Regions from separate parts of the Mus musculus genome. Here regions 1 and 3 are each linked to region 2. The links are chromatin contacts, called in public Hi-C maps. All regions are on one chromosome and are shown on one strand. The core of a region is the stretch at or near the end of the contact, and the rest is flanking DNA. Distances in the headings are between cores, read along the strand shown. Region 1 has its middle 42 kb from the start of Thbs2. Region 2 holds the start of Thbs2 (thrombospondin 2). Region 3 has its middle 53 kb from the start of Thbs2.

Region 1 (4,165 bases), core at 1,308-3,807, 41 kb before region 2:
GAGATCCTGGGTCACAATTCCAAGTGAGGGGTGACTCTGAGGTCTATACAGGGTGATGGTGGCTTCAAGGACAGGAAGGGACAGACCTCCATGGCTTCATGTCTGTGCTATGTGGTGTCTCCAGCTACTCTCACTTCAGGACAGTGACCAGTGACCCACAGGCTCCTCCTTCCCTTGAGTGCTTAGGACACAATGTACTTTATGGTAGTTTTGATCACAGAGAAATGTTGTAAGTTCCATTGCTTCTGAGGGTGGCTTTCTTTTTAGAACCTCATGCTATTCTAAAAAGTCATTCTTTTAGCTCTTGGGTGATTCAGAAATACTTTGGCATCCACTTGTCCACATCAGTTTGGTGAGGGTACACAAGAAGTAGAATCTGAGGCCATGGAAAACACCCAGAATGCAACAGGCCATTAGCAAAGATCCAGCCCAAGTGGCGGTTTTCCACAAGGACTAGATTTCAAAGTTAGACCAAGACTTTGAATTCTTCATTCCTGAACTATTGCTGGAAACAGAAACTAGAAAGGAACACCTGCCATGTGGGATGGGATGTCATGATGATTCCCGTCAGAGTGAACTCATGTCTGGAGTATTCCACTGGACCTTCGACTTAAAAAGGTACATTTGAGATGATCTTGGGAAATAGAGAAAATGCTAAATAACACTAAGATAAAAGTAAGTGTTTTGTCCCAAAGTATCAATTTCTCCCAAACAGACAGACAGCAGCTACCGGAATAAGGACAAACAGACAGCAGCTACTGGAGTAAGGATGGTCTTGAGGAAGCTGTTGCTTTTCTGTGAAGATCATCATCAGAGGCAGGGAGGAAGGGCCTCTTCCTCTTTGTTTGACTTCACTAGTAATCAGGGATGGACTGTTGTGCTGGTCAGGGCCTGCAGGAAGGCACTGGAGTGTGTATGTGTGTGTGTGTGTGTGTGTGTGTAAACAATTATGTATAAAATGCAAGTGTGAATGGCTGTAGTGCATTTGCTTCTGTGTGCGTATGTGTGTATGTGTGTGCACTGCTCCAAGCATGATGTGTGTGTGCATTGCTCTAAGCATGCCGGCAACTCTTCTAAGAATCTAGTCACCATGTCTACCTGACCTCAGGTTAGGGCAAATGAAGCTTTGAATGAAGCTAAAACATCAAAACCATCCCCTGTGTTAACCACCAGCTTTCCCTGCCTCTACTCACCTGAGGGAGATGAGTATCTTTCTTAATACTGACAGGATTTTCTACAACTCTCTAACTTTCTGTATTTGGTTTTAGGTCTTGTGTTTGTACCTTTGGGAAACCAAGCAGGGCTCCATAGTGACTTGTAGCCTTACTTAATACAGTGTTTTAAACCATCTCACAATGACATTGTAAACAGAGTTCTTTTGCTATTAGTCCCTGGGAGAAATATCTAACTCTGGGTATCTCAGAGGACTCCCAGGATGTCTCAAAGTAGTTAACATGCTTACCTTTCTAGTACTGAGTGGCTCAGAGAGTCCTTGTGAAAGTTGCAACCAACTAGACATACACCATGTGGTGAGCCAGAGGCCGTTCTGCACTTCTGTAAGTATCCAAGTTGTGTTTAATGAGCCTAAATTAACTTGGTCTTGCTGTGATGATCTCTGGCAGAAATGAGGACAGTTATAAAGAAAATACTATACTCCCTTTGGGAACTTCAGAGTTCTTGGTGATGCTATTTCCTGGTTCTATTGCTTCTCTATGGTGCCAGCATCTGTAGATTGAGGAGCGCCTAAAGCCCTGCATAATGGGGCTGGACAGCTGAGTGGCATCTGTCATGGCTACAGGCACTGAAGGAGCTTTCAAAGACAGGCTTCCTCAGCCAGAGCCCTTCAAACTGTAGCCGGGAAGATGGCTCTGGGATCACACCTTGGACCCTTGACTCATATCCTCTGTACTCACAGATGCCCATAGTTTTCTCCCAGGGACTAATATCTAACTGTCTGTTGTTTCTATCATTTGGCTGCTGAGGCCTGGATGGCAGCAAAGCCTCCGGTATCTAGAAGGAATCTTCCGAGTTCCTCCTGTAACCTCTGCTGCCCTGTACGCTGTCCCCGTTCTCCCATGCAGATTTGTAGTTACCGTAACAGGCAGCAGGCTAGATAGCGGAAGGAACAACACAAGGCTTTCTCTGTGGCCTGGTATGCCTTGTGAGTCTCACTTAGAGACAGAGACAAAGCAGCCATGCTGGTGACTGAGTGGCTCCTATACTGTCCTCTTGGTCAGTAGGTCAAGACTCAGAGGGAATTTCTGAGACTGGATTGGAAAAACAGGTCAGCAGGATGCCCCAGTCTCGGCTGGTTCTGTGAACCCTGACACTGTCAAATGTGAACTTAGAGGCATCTCACAATTGAATAATTGTGAATCATGATTTAGCCAATGAGCTGATCCTGGCCATGTGGCAGGCCATGGCAGCGTGGAGCAGACTGCCAGTGGTGGCAATCAGTTCTTTTTCTCCTGTGCTTTTGTACCCGGCCTGAGAAGCCCGGGAATCAGAGGCCATAACCTCCTTCTGGCCTTAGCACAAATCTGGAAGGAGATTATGAGTCAAATCATGAATCACCCTTCGCTCATACAAACTCTTAAGTTTTATTTGGTGTCATTCCTCCTTTAACAGTTATAACCCAGCTGTTTTTTATAGGCGACTGTATGAATATATCTCATATGGGGCTTTATCTCACTCTACAGAGATCAGGTAGTGAGCTCCACTTTATCCCAGTTCAGCACATGCTGGGACTGCAGTGTTTCACTAGTGTTTCCTGATCTCACGGTGAGATAAACATACCCAGAGCCCAACTTCTTAGTTAACACGCCGTAATGCAGCTGTCATGACCCAGTTGCTAATTCTGCTTTTCTACTGATCTTTTTAAAAGCAGAGTATGAGCCTTATTCACCTCTTCGTAACATGACCACTTGGCTACCCACCCAACATGGACTAGGTTCTGATACGTGTTTCATTCTAGAGTTTAAACCATCATCTATTATTCAATCCCTCCTTTGGGAACTTTGCTACATGGAAAAAAGAAACCCACACAACCTACACTACCATGGGGAGAGAAATCCTGCCATGCCTGTTTCTCCAAGTGTCAGAACTCTTTATTCTTTAATAGTTTACACTATAGGGATATACTTCTTACACACACACACACACAAACACATGACACACACACAGTCACAGATACATAGATAAGTGCCTATACACACATACATACACAGAAACACATTTAAAAACACACACCCCACACTTACACAATCACAGATATATAGATAGGCACACACATACACTTTTAGCACATGCACACATATAAACACTTTTGAGCACACACACATACACGTGCACTGCACATTTACACACACAGACACAGATACATAGATAGTTGCATATACACACTTTGAGCACACACACACATACTCCACACTTATACAGTAACAGATACAGATAGGTGCATACATACACTGTTAGCACACACACATAAAGAAACTCATTTGAACATTACACACACACACACACACACATACACACACATGCACGCACATACATGGACATACATGAATAGGCCAGTCACAAAGCAATGTTCCCTCTGGAGGATTTGGACTTAGGTCAGGGACCAGGCTGTGACTTTAAGGCAGCTGGTGCTCAGTGTCTGTCTTCTCCTTCTCAGACTTATTGTTTGCCTTACGAGTTACACTACTGAGAACCTATGTCACGTCGCTTAGTTTTAGGAAGCTGCTAGGCAATAGTTCCCTAGGATAAAAAGCCACAAAAATCTTTTTCAGTTCTACTTTTAATATTTCTTTGTGTGTGGTAAGGATCTGAAGAGCATGTGTGTGTTTATAAAACCCAGTGAATATCTCCGCTGGGCTCTCAGTGGGATTTCTTTGATGAGGCTCCATTCACTAACTGTCAGAGCCTGTATCTGAGTTGGGTCTCATCCCTTCAGCAGGAGGCAATGATACGGAATGTTTTTCTGGGTTTTTCAATAACACTCTTGCATCAGGCTGAGAGCTTGTTTGCAGCTTCGAAGCCTGTAGGAAGAGGCGCCCGTCGGTTGTTCCCACACGCATGTCTGTCTCCTGAAATCATCCTCTGGAGTGCCACACAGGAAACAGATTGAGTTTAAACGTTGGTTTTTATCTTTTTGGAAATTTCACAG
Region 2 (4,015 bases), core at 997-3,496:
AATGAGGGCTCGGCACAGAGCTGACCGCACTGCAGCATTCAACCGTGCTTTCCAGTCTTGCACTCCCACAGCGGCCCAGCCAGGGATGGCCAAGTACCTCTGATCACTATCACTCCTGTCATTGGGTTGACACTCTTCTATTCTAATGAGGGCAGAAGCAGTTGGTGGGAACAGACTTCCTTTGACACGACTTCATCTTAGTGTTCTCCTATATGAAGACTCTGGTCCAGCAAATTAACATCCACAGAGTCCCATAGACACACTCCCTCAGACCTTCCTCTCTCTACCCCTCTCTGTGTCTTGTGCCTTCCTCACATGTTACTTGGATAACCCCAGCTTCTCTATTATCTTTTTACTGGCCCCATTGCTACATCATACCCCTTCCAAGGGCACTGAGTAAGGTGGCTTGGAGAGTCAGTCCCCTTTATGCTATAGAATGGACATGAGGGTCAATGACACCAGCTCCATGATTTCCCTCCTGGGATAGTCCTGTGGTCATGGCTGGACTTACCCATAGCTCTCAGCAGCCACTACCTTAGGAGCCCATTTCAACACTGACCCTACTATGCGTATGTCCCTGCCTGGTGTGTTCCTGGACTTCCCAAGACTCATTGCATATCATGTACTGTCAGCTCTTCCATCAAACTCTCTTGATTTGTCTGTGTGTCTGTGTGTGTGTGTGTGTGTGTGTGTGTGTGTGATATTTCAGAGGTGAAGTCTTTCTACACTTTACTAGCAGCAGGGAGCCCTACAGGCTGCAGAGTATGCCCATCCTGTACCCTATGCCCTCTGCTCTACCCTGGAATCTCTGCCATAAAGGGTCCCACTGTAAGTAGCAGAGGGGCGGCTAGGCACTGAAAACTCTTCAGGGAGCCTGGTCACGTCTCCCTTCAGGCTTTGAATCCAAATATAAATTTGAGTCTAATTATTTTAGTTAAAAATGAAGGTTTTTGCCATTAATTTGGTGACTCAAAGCAATGCATCTTCCTTCAAAAAATGTACTGTTAGAGGCTAATCTTTTGTTTTTGTAAATTAGAAAATAATACTTATTTTAAAATTGTATTATATTTGGCTGATCTGCGTATGGAGGTACGTGTATGTGTTTGGGTATATGTGCACTTGTGTCACAGCATGTGAATCAGAGGACAATTTTACAGGTGAGTTTTCCCCTTCCACCATGTAGGTTCAAAGGTTCCTTCACCTCAACAGAAACACAAGGATTGGAGATCAGCGGGGGGGGGGGGGGGGGGGTTGTGCCTTGTCCTGGTGTCTTCCCTGTCCACTTTGGTTCCAATCTAAGAGGATCCAACACAATGGCAGGGTCCTTCAGTTAAGTCTCCCACCTAGAACAGAAAGTGGCTAAGTACTTTCTCTATTTAATTTATCTTTCCTTTTCTTGAAGTAAGCCCTGACTTATTTATTATCAGGTGTCAACCAGATAAATGTCCAGAAAGCTTTGAGTGTCGTCTATGAAGAATGAAGCCCAAGAGGAGGTTGTGGGAGATGCCACAAATCTACCATCTTCTTTGGGCTCTGGTGCATCACCGCCTGACCAAGTCTTTCCTGTTGACTGCTTTCCTTGTGTGATGAGCCCCATCCCATCCAGCTACCATGCACCCTGGCACTGGCTTTAACCCCCATGGACTTAGGTCTGGCCCTCTGATTCTCACTGAGTTTCTAAGCTGCCCCCACCCTATCTTGATAACCACGAGGACTGCCTCTCACTGCAGGATTCCCACACTTGGCAAAGTTGTCCCAACAAGACTGGGGTGAGGACTGGGCTTTTTCAGGGAGCCAGGGTCACAGAGAATTGCAGGTCTCGACTGAGCAGATGAAGTGAGTTCAAATTAAAATCTTTTCTCCTGAGAAGCGGGTCAGAGATACAATGGGTGGGCTCTCTTTTGTGGTAAATTCATTAAAAAAAATTAATTCTTTGACTATAATAACTTCCCGGCAGTGTGGTAAACTTACTGTCTGTCCTGTAGTTTTGACTGTTACTCACTTGTTTTAGAAAGGCCAGTATCACACTGGGTAATTCGAAACACATTTAAAGCATAGAATTGGCATTTTTTTTTCTCCTCAGCAAAATGGGGAGTCCCAGCCAATCTTGCTGGTTTTATTTATAGCATTTTATTTCCTGAGAGAAGACAGGAAAAGTGAGTCCTGGCCTGCCCCTCTTGTCTGACTCCTCCCCGGGCCCCTGTCTGGAAAGCCTGGGTGGACCTGTAGGAGGGGCGTTAGCTCTGAGGGGCTGGATTTGGACTGGGTAACCAGGTACTCTGAGCAAATGGCGAGACCAGAGGACGAATTATGACACTCCTTCGAAAGAATGAATTAAACGTGCCTCCGCATGTGTCTGATTGACAGGCCTCCTGGGGAAAGGGCGTATAAAGGAGCCGGTCACTGCCGGGAGGCAGAGAGAGCCAGTCCGATGTCTGCAGCCTCCCTGGCCAGGCCTCTCCTCTCCTGCCGCAGCTAGTCCCCCTCAGGACAGACAGAGTACTGGCGTCGGTCACCATTCACTTGCAAACACACCAGGTACCTTTTTATTTCTAAGACATTTCACTGGCTGTGATCTTTCAGAAAAGGCTACGGTTTCCAGGGGTCTAAAGGGGAAGTCCAGCTGTGTCCTCTGACACTTAGCCCAGTGGCGTCCTCACCGTCCTTGCTCTGCAAACTTATTGACCTGCCAAGAACATTCACTGCTGTCTTTGTCCCCGGGGTGGCAGGGGTTGGGGATGTGGGGAGTGTCTTTCGTGGTCTCTCATAGCAGGAACCCTGTGAAGCAACAAGGGGCTTGTTGGCTTCATTCCAAGGATGCTGGGGTTCAGGGAGGGGGAACTGACATTTTCTACTTAAAAATAAGAAAGTTTCTCTACCAAAGTTTGCTATGGAAGAGAAAGCAGAGAAAGGAATGTCAAGAGATCTCTTGAAAATGTAAAAAATAACCAACGGGATTATAGGGATCTGATTCTAAACATTAGTAAGAGCTGAACAAGTGTTGCTGTCATTATAATTATAATGTACAGGGCGGGGAGAACCCTGAGGGGACTGTGTTTGGGTTGCAGCTTGGCTAATTTGCATACAAAAGAGCTGGTAGCCTGGGGCAGTCAAAAGAAAGTGATCTGGTGCTGAAGGAGGAGGGCGGGGAGGGGGGCAAAACAGTAGGAGTTGAAGATGTTTAGAGACACCCAGCAAACACACTTTCACTTCGATTGTTCCTGTGGGGTGAACTTGTGTAAGACCTATAAAAGTGATAATAGCCTGTTGCAGAAAACCTTTGAAAGTCTACTCATAACCTGCAGTGAGGACTTGTGGATGGGGAAGAGTCTGTGTGTGTGTGTGTGTGTGTGTGTGTGTGTGTGTGTGTGACCCATGGAGCTTGGATGCAATTGCATTGGCCCCAGGAGGCTTGATCCAGGACCAAATACTATTCACTTCTTGGTCCCTTTTCCATGTGGGGAAGGCAGCAAGATTAGATGGGATGCTGTTAATGACCGTTGATTACTTGTGACACTCTTGATTGAGCTTGGTTTTACCGAAACACAGTTTAATGGACTCTGTTTGTGTTTGTATGCCTGAGCTGTAAAATGTCATTTTAAGATGGAACTTGTCTTTGCAGAGACAGCATTTGTCCATAGAATAAGGAGAAAGTTGGGGATGGAGTTCAGGGGCAGCTGCCCTGTGGCAAACACCTGCACTAGGGACTCAGGGATAGGGCAAGCTGGAGTCTTCAGATGTGGACTCTGAAGATTCTCTAAAGTACCTGACAAGGTCTACTTTATACTTGAATCCTCAGAAAAATGTCACCTCAAGAACTGACATTGGGAGTCCTCCCAGCCACAGTTCCACATCCTGAGTGTTTGCTGTGCCTCAAAGAGCTCTGGAGATATTTATTTGCATAGGGTCTTTCTCTAGCATCTAGAGAAGTTGATACTTTAAGAGTCAGGTTTTTCAAGCCATGGACAAAGCAACTTAGTGGGAGGGTGAAAAGATTGCCCTCTTTCCACCTGGT
Region 3 (4,275 bases), core at 708-3,207, 53 kb after region 2:
AGGTGAGCACATCAGTGGGGTAAGGCTTCCAGGAGAAACGATGGAATGACAATAAACTACCAAGGAAAGGGGAGTGGAGGGCTTAAAACCCTCAGATTGTTCCTCAGCAGAGCAGGACTTCTTGTCCTTCACAGAGTCTCCTGCATCACAGAAGGAAGATGGGTCATACGGAAGTTTAGCAACTGTCTGGATTCAATTTTTAGTCCTAGATTGAAGATCTAGCCAATGACTGTACTTGGAAACTAAGTCCTCAGATATAAGGACATCGATATGATGACATATGAGACCATAAACTTATAGGATCTATGTCTCTAGGAAGAGGATGAGGCCACCAAGTACCACAAAGAGGAAAGAGAATGTGAGGATGCTTCTAGGAGGAGGTAGTCTGGAAACTGGGAAAGAAAGCCAATCAGCTGTCTCTGACATTGATCCCAGCCCCCAGAGCTGTGAAACGAAGCCATGCTGTTTAAGCTGCTCCACTCTAGAATGGAGGTAACTGGCATGCTTGCCTTTGCTTACACATCCTGAGCCTGCCACTCTGACCACACGGTGAGAAAGAATCAGAGATGTTGTCAACGTAACAAAGCACCCAAACTGCAGTCCCATAAACGTTGGGGACCCAAGGGTGTGTCTTTCAATAGTCCAGACATGGTCCTCAGTGTTCAGGGTCATATCAGGTCTAATGTAACCCAGGGCTGACTTCTGAAAACCTGGTTCTCCTTGCTGTTCACCTGTGAGACCTGAAGAGGCTGTGCTGGGAGCTCGTGCCACCAAAGGTATCATAGCCTGAGGGTCTACACTCAAGGTTTCTGACAATATCTCACAGTCTAGGTGATTGTCCTCCCACAGCAGGTAAATGGCTCTAGCGTGCCAAGATGCTAGTGCCTAGGTCCTTCTTTAGAGTCCTCGTTAAGTCATGCCTACTTCATGGCTAATTGTCTAAGACCCAGTCTATAGGAAGATCAAATTAATAGGGTTGGGCATGCCCATTCTCACTTTATTTTGCTATATAAGACTAAGTCCTTTCAAGTTTGCCTGATTCTCCTTTGTATGGCCACCCTGTTCTGGTCCCTTATATCAGAAACAGAGCTGTGATGGTGGAGTTTGGTAAAGCAAGTTAGCATTACTAGGAATTTTCGGGGGTGGGGGGGAGTGTGGAGTTAATGCTAACCTCTGAGTAACTTCTAAACTTTGACAAAATGACTCAACATTAACTCCCAGGACCCATCATGGACGTTCATAGGGTATCTGTCCTTGAGACACACACCAATCCTATGCTACCTATGGCAAATGGGGTGAATATTTCCCTTTGGAGGGCGGTGCTCTGTCTCTGAAGATTTCAAATGTATAGCAATTAACTGTCAGGGATGGATTTGTTGGGTGGAGTGTTTCAGGGGGACACTAGTCCTGATGGTCTCAGAGGCTCCTTTTAGCTACAACCTGAAATCCCTAGGAGCGCATAGTAAACACAGAAGCCTTGGTATTGTCCATGGCTTATGAATGACAATCTAAAATACTTCCTTTTAAATACAATATTGCTGAAAGGTCTCCATCACAGGACCTGCTACATGTTGCCCTTTGCTAGAAAGGCTACCAGCTTGACCATTGAGGGTTCACAATGGGTTGACCTGGTTCATCTGAAAGTGTTACCCTTCAGATTGATTTTTAATTCCTGCATTTCCTAGGTCTCCTTCTTTTCATGACTGCTTCTCTCCACCACAAGATCTCTCACACTACCCTGCCTGTCTTGGTGAATACCCGTTCCTTGTACTTGAAGGCACTCAGCGAGCTGCTGCCTGCCCTCAGAGACTGACTTCCCGCTGTCATGTTGCAGTTCTAAGTGAAGGCTTGCTCCCTGGGTTTGGAGTCTGGTTTTTGCACTCAGCTAGCTGCTGCCTGACCCCGGAGCCTGGCTTCCAGCTGCCACGCTGTAGTTGTCAGTAAGGCCTGGTGCCTGCTCTCAGAGCCTGGTCTCTGCTTGCCACGTAGCACTTCTGGCAGGGGGAGGTTGAAACCCCGTACACTGGCGCGGCTCCCGGAGCGGCAGGAAATCTCTCAATGTTTGTCTTTGCTCTTAACAGTCAAAATTCTTTGACTCCAAAATGATTTCCAGGAATTACAGTATGAGAACTTAATATGTGTGCTTTTATTTTCTTCTTCAAAAAATAAAATAAAAATGAAACCAAGGCAGAGGTCATAAGCGGGTGTCTATGTGTTGGCATGTTCTGCTTCGGAGTTGGCGCACGTTTGCCCATGGTCTGCTCAGACGGGCATTTTCAGTTTAATAGCTTTTCTTCTGGAAGCAATTCAAGCAGTGAGAATAATACTGGTTTAGGAGGAGCAGGAAGGACTTGGGAGATGGCCCTGATTCTTCCTTGTCTTAGAACTCTCAGCCAACTGGTCTGGAGTCCCTCAGTGCTTTGTGTCAACTTTCTCCACTTTCCCATGTCAGAGTTACTACAGGGTAAGGTCTCCAGCCTTAACAGCCATCTCATCATGGTGACTGCTGAGCCTCCAAGGAGGGCCGAGGGGTGTCTTGATGTGAGGGCTCAGGATAAAGCAAGCTTGGCCAGGGGTTCTTGGGGAAACCACGTGGCCAGTTTCCTCTCTTTTTCTTGGTTTTATAAAAGTGACATTTTCCCAGGGGACCTGCCTTCTGCTGCCATCCACCCCAGCCTCTCTTTGTCCTTTCTCCTTTATTGACATAGCTCTTCCTGGTTACAGAGTTACTCATCGCCTTTTCTCCACAATAAAAATACGTCTCTATGAGGAAGATACTCATTTTCTCACCTGAATTTGTGTTCAAAGACCTTGGTATATAAAGGCTTCCTGTGGAGATTTGTGAATAGGCTGGTCCCGACACAGAGTGGCAGGCGCCTGAGGTTCTGCAGTAGGTTCTGCCCAGATGAATGACTTTCAGCAGCGTCCAGTTAAGAAAAGGAAGTATCTGTGAGCCTAACCTGCAGTCCTCAGAGAATGCCACGCGCCTCGGCCCTGAGTTGGACCACGCGCCTCGGCCCTGAGCTGGACCACGCGCCTCGGCCCTGAGCTGGACCACGCGCCTCGGGCCCTGAGCTGGAAATTGTGCCACATTGTTATTTCATTCAGTAATCCTGAAACTCAGCAGGGGGGAAAACAGAACTGCCCGAAAGGGTAAGGGACCTGGGCAGACATTTTCCCAGAGTAGAAATTCACTGATTTATAACTTGATGGAAGATAGTTACCCCAATCAGCCCTTAGAGAAATCCAAATCCAATGTACTCATAAGAAAACTGAAAACATTGACAAGGATCATATCCATGAAGGAGGAGGATGGTGGGGGAGGGGACAGCGATGAGGATAGTAGGAGCTGGAGACACACACTGACACATTGCAAGAAACCCTGTGGTAGATAAGTGTCGAAAAGTAGCAACTAACAGTAAAACTATTCATAACCACAAAGATGAGATTAATACTTTTCAGGCAAACATGTAAGAGGGTTTTTTTTTTTTCTGCATCAGCCCCCATGCCATTGTTCAGGTCAGATGGTTCAGAGGCAGAAGGAAAAATGTTATCAAAACTCAGGTAGGCTGGAGCCCAAGGCTTCTACTGCTGCTGATCAATTCAGTTCTGATGATCCTAAAATCAAGCAGAACTACACATGTTCAAAAACCAAGAGGAGCGTTGTCATGTCATGTTTAAGTGTCATGAGGTCCTGGCAACTGTGAGAGCTTATAATTATCAGAATTAAATTCAGAATGTATGTCTTACTCTTTGGACTATGCTTTAAAAGGACAGCAAAGAATGATAATAGTTAAAATTAGCACAGTTGATTAATGTAGAACTAATTAAAATCGTGAAGGGGAAATGATTGAGAGACAATAAAGGAAAACAAGATGAGAGAGTTTAAATCCAAATATGGTGGGGATGATGCTATGGCAGTCCATCAAAATTTGTTGGGCTGGATAAAACAGCAACAAAAAAGTATGCAGAGGTCAGAGGTAAGGGAGGATATCATAGAAATGGAAGACATTCCTAGCATTACTAGATAAGAAAGATGGTTTTATGATAAATATATTTTCTCCAGAAACGTCCTAAGCAGATGTACTGCTTCTCAATATAAATAAAATTTAGGTTTTAATCTAATAAAAGTCTATTTAGAGCAACTGAAAGTGGTTGCAGGACATGCAGCAAAGATGACCACAATAGAAGAATCCATAACCCTATGAGAGCGGTCCGGTACTACAACCAAGGAAACAGGCTAGGAGAGAAGGCAGTAAAATCCAGTGACAAGCA

The links. A called contact is a pair of places that touch in the nucleus more often than the background predicts.
Region 1: a Hi-C map of muscle stem cells shows a contact between it and region 2, with 1.9 times the contacts expected there. The contact joins the enhancer-like site here to the promoter of Thbs2 in region 2. A contact is called at or near these places in 9 of 39 promoter capture datasets (the 3T3-L1 cell line, cranial neural crest, embryonic stem cells and 5 more), 1 of 15 datasets of contacts at CTCF or cohesin (the NIH/3T3 cell line), 9 of 484 Hi-C or Micro-C datasets (the 3T3-L1 cell line, adipose-derived mesenchymal stem cells, microglia and 3 more), 4 of 115 datasets of contacts at active chromatin or transcription factors (embryonic fibroblasts, embryonic midbrain, embryonic stem cells and 1 more) and 2 of 9 other capture datasets (adipose tissue and liver).
Region 3: a contact with region 2 is called in a Hi-C map of uterus, with 1.9 times the contacts expected there. The contact joins the enhancer-like site here to the promoter of Thbs2 in region 2. A contact is called at or near these places in 1 of 39 promoter capture datasets (cranial neural crest), 2 of 484 Hi-C or Micro-C datasets (both in uterus), 2 of 115 datasets of contacts at active chromatin or transcription factors (embryonic fibroblasts and embryonic stem cells) and 2 of 9 other capture datasets (adipose tissue and liver).

The regions. Positions count from the first base shown.
Region 1 is chr17:14,734,078-14,738,242 of GRCm38.p6, reverse strand. No RefSeq gene overlaps it. Among named protein-coding and RNA genes, the nearest start is that of Thbs2, 42 kb to the right of the region's middle. Within about 2 kb of position 2,557, at least 42 of the 459 cell types and tissues checked have an H3K27ac peak or open chromatin away from gene starts, as enhancers often do. A contact at or near this core is called in the NIH/3T3 cell line, adipose tissue, heart atrium and 1 more, where this site is marked.
Region 2 is chr17:14,692,493-14,696,507 of GRCm38.p6, reverse strand. It overlaps Thbs2 (thrombospondin 2), which reads left to right and starts at 2,246. Exons shown (of 22, transcript NM_011581.3): 1 at 2,246-2,538.
Region 3 is chr17:14,638,628-14,642,902 of GRCm38.p6, reverse strand. No RefSeq gene overlaps it. Among named protein-coding and RNA genes, the nearest start is that of Thbs2, 53 kb to the left of the region's middle. Within about 2 kb of position 1,957, at least 46 of the 459 cell types and tissues checked have an H3K27ac peak or open chromatin away from gene starts, as enhancers often do. A contact at or near this core is called in adipose tissue, embryonic fibroblasts and uterus, where this site is marked.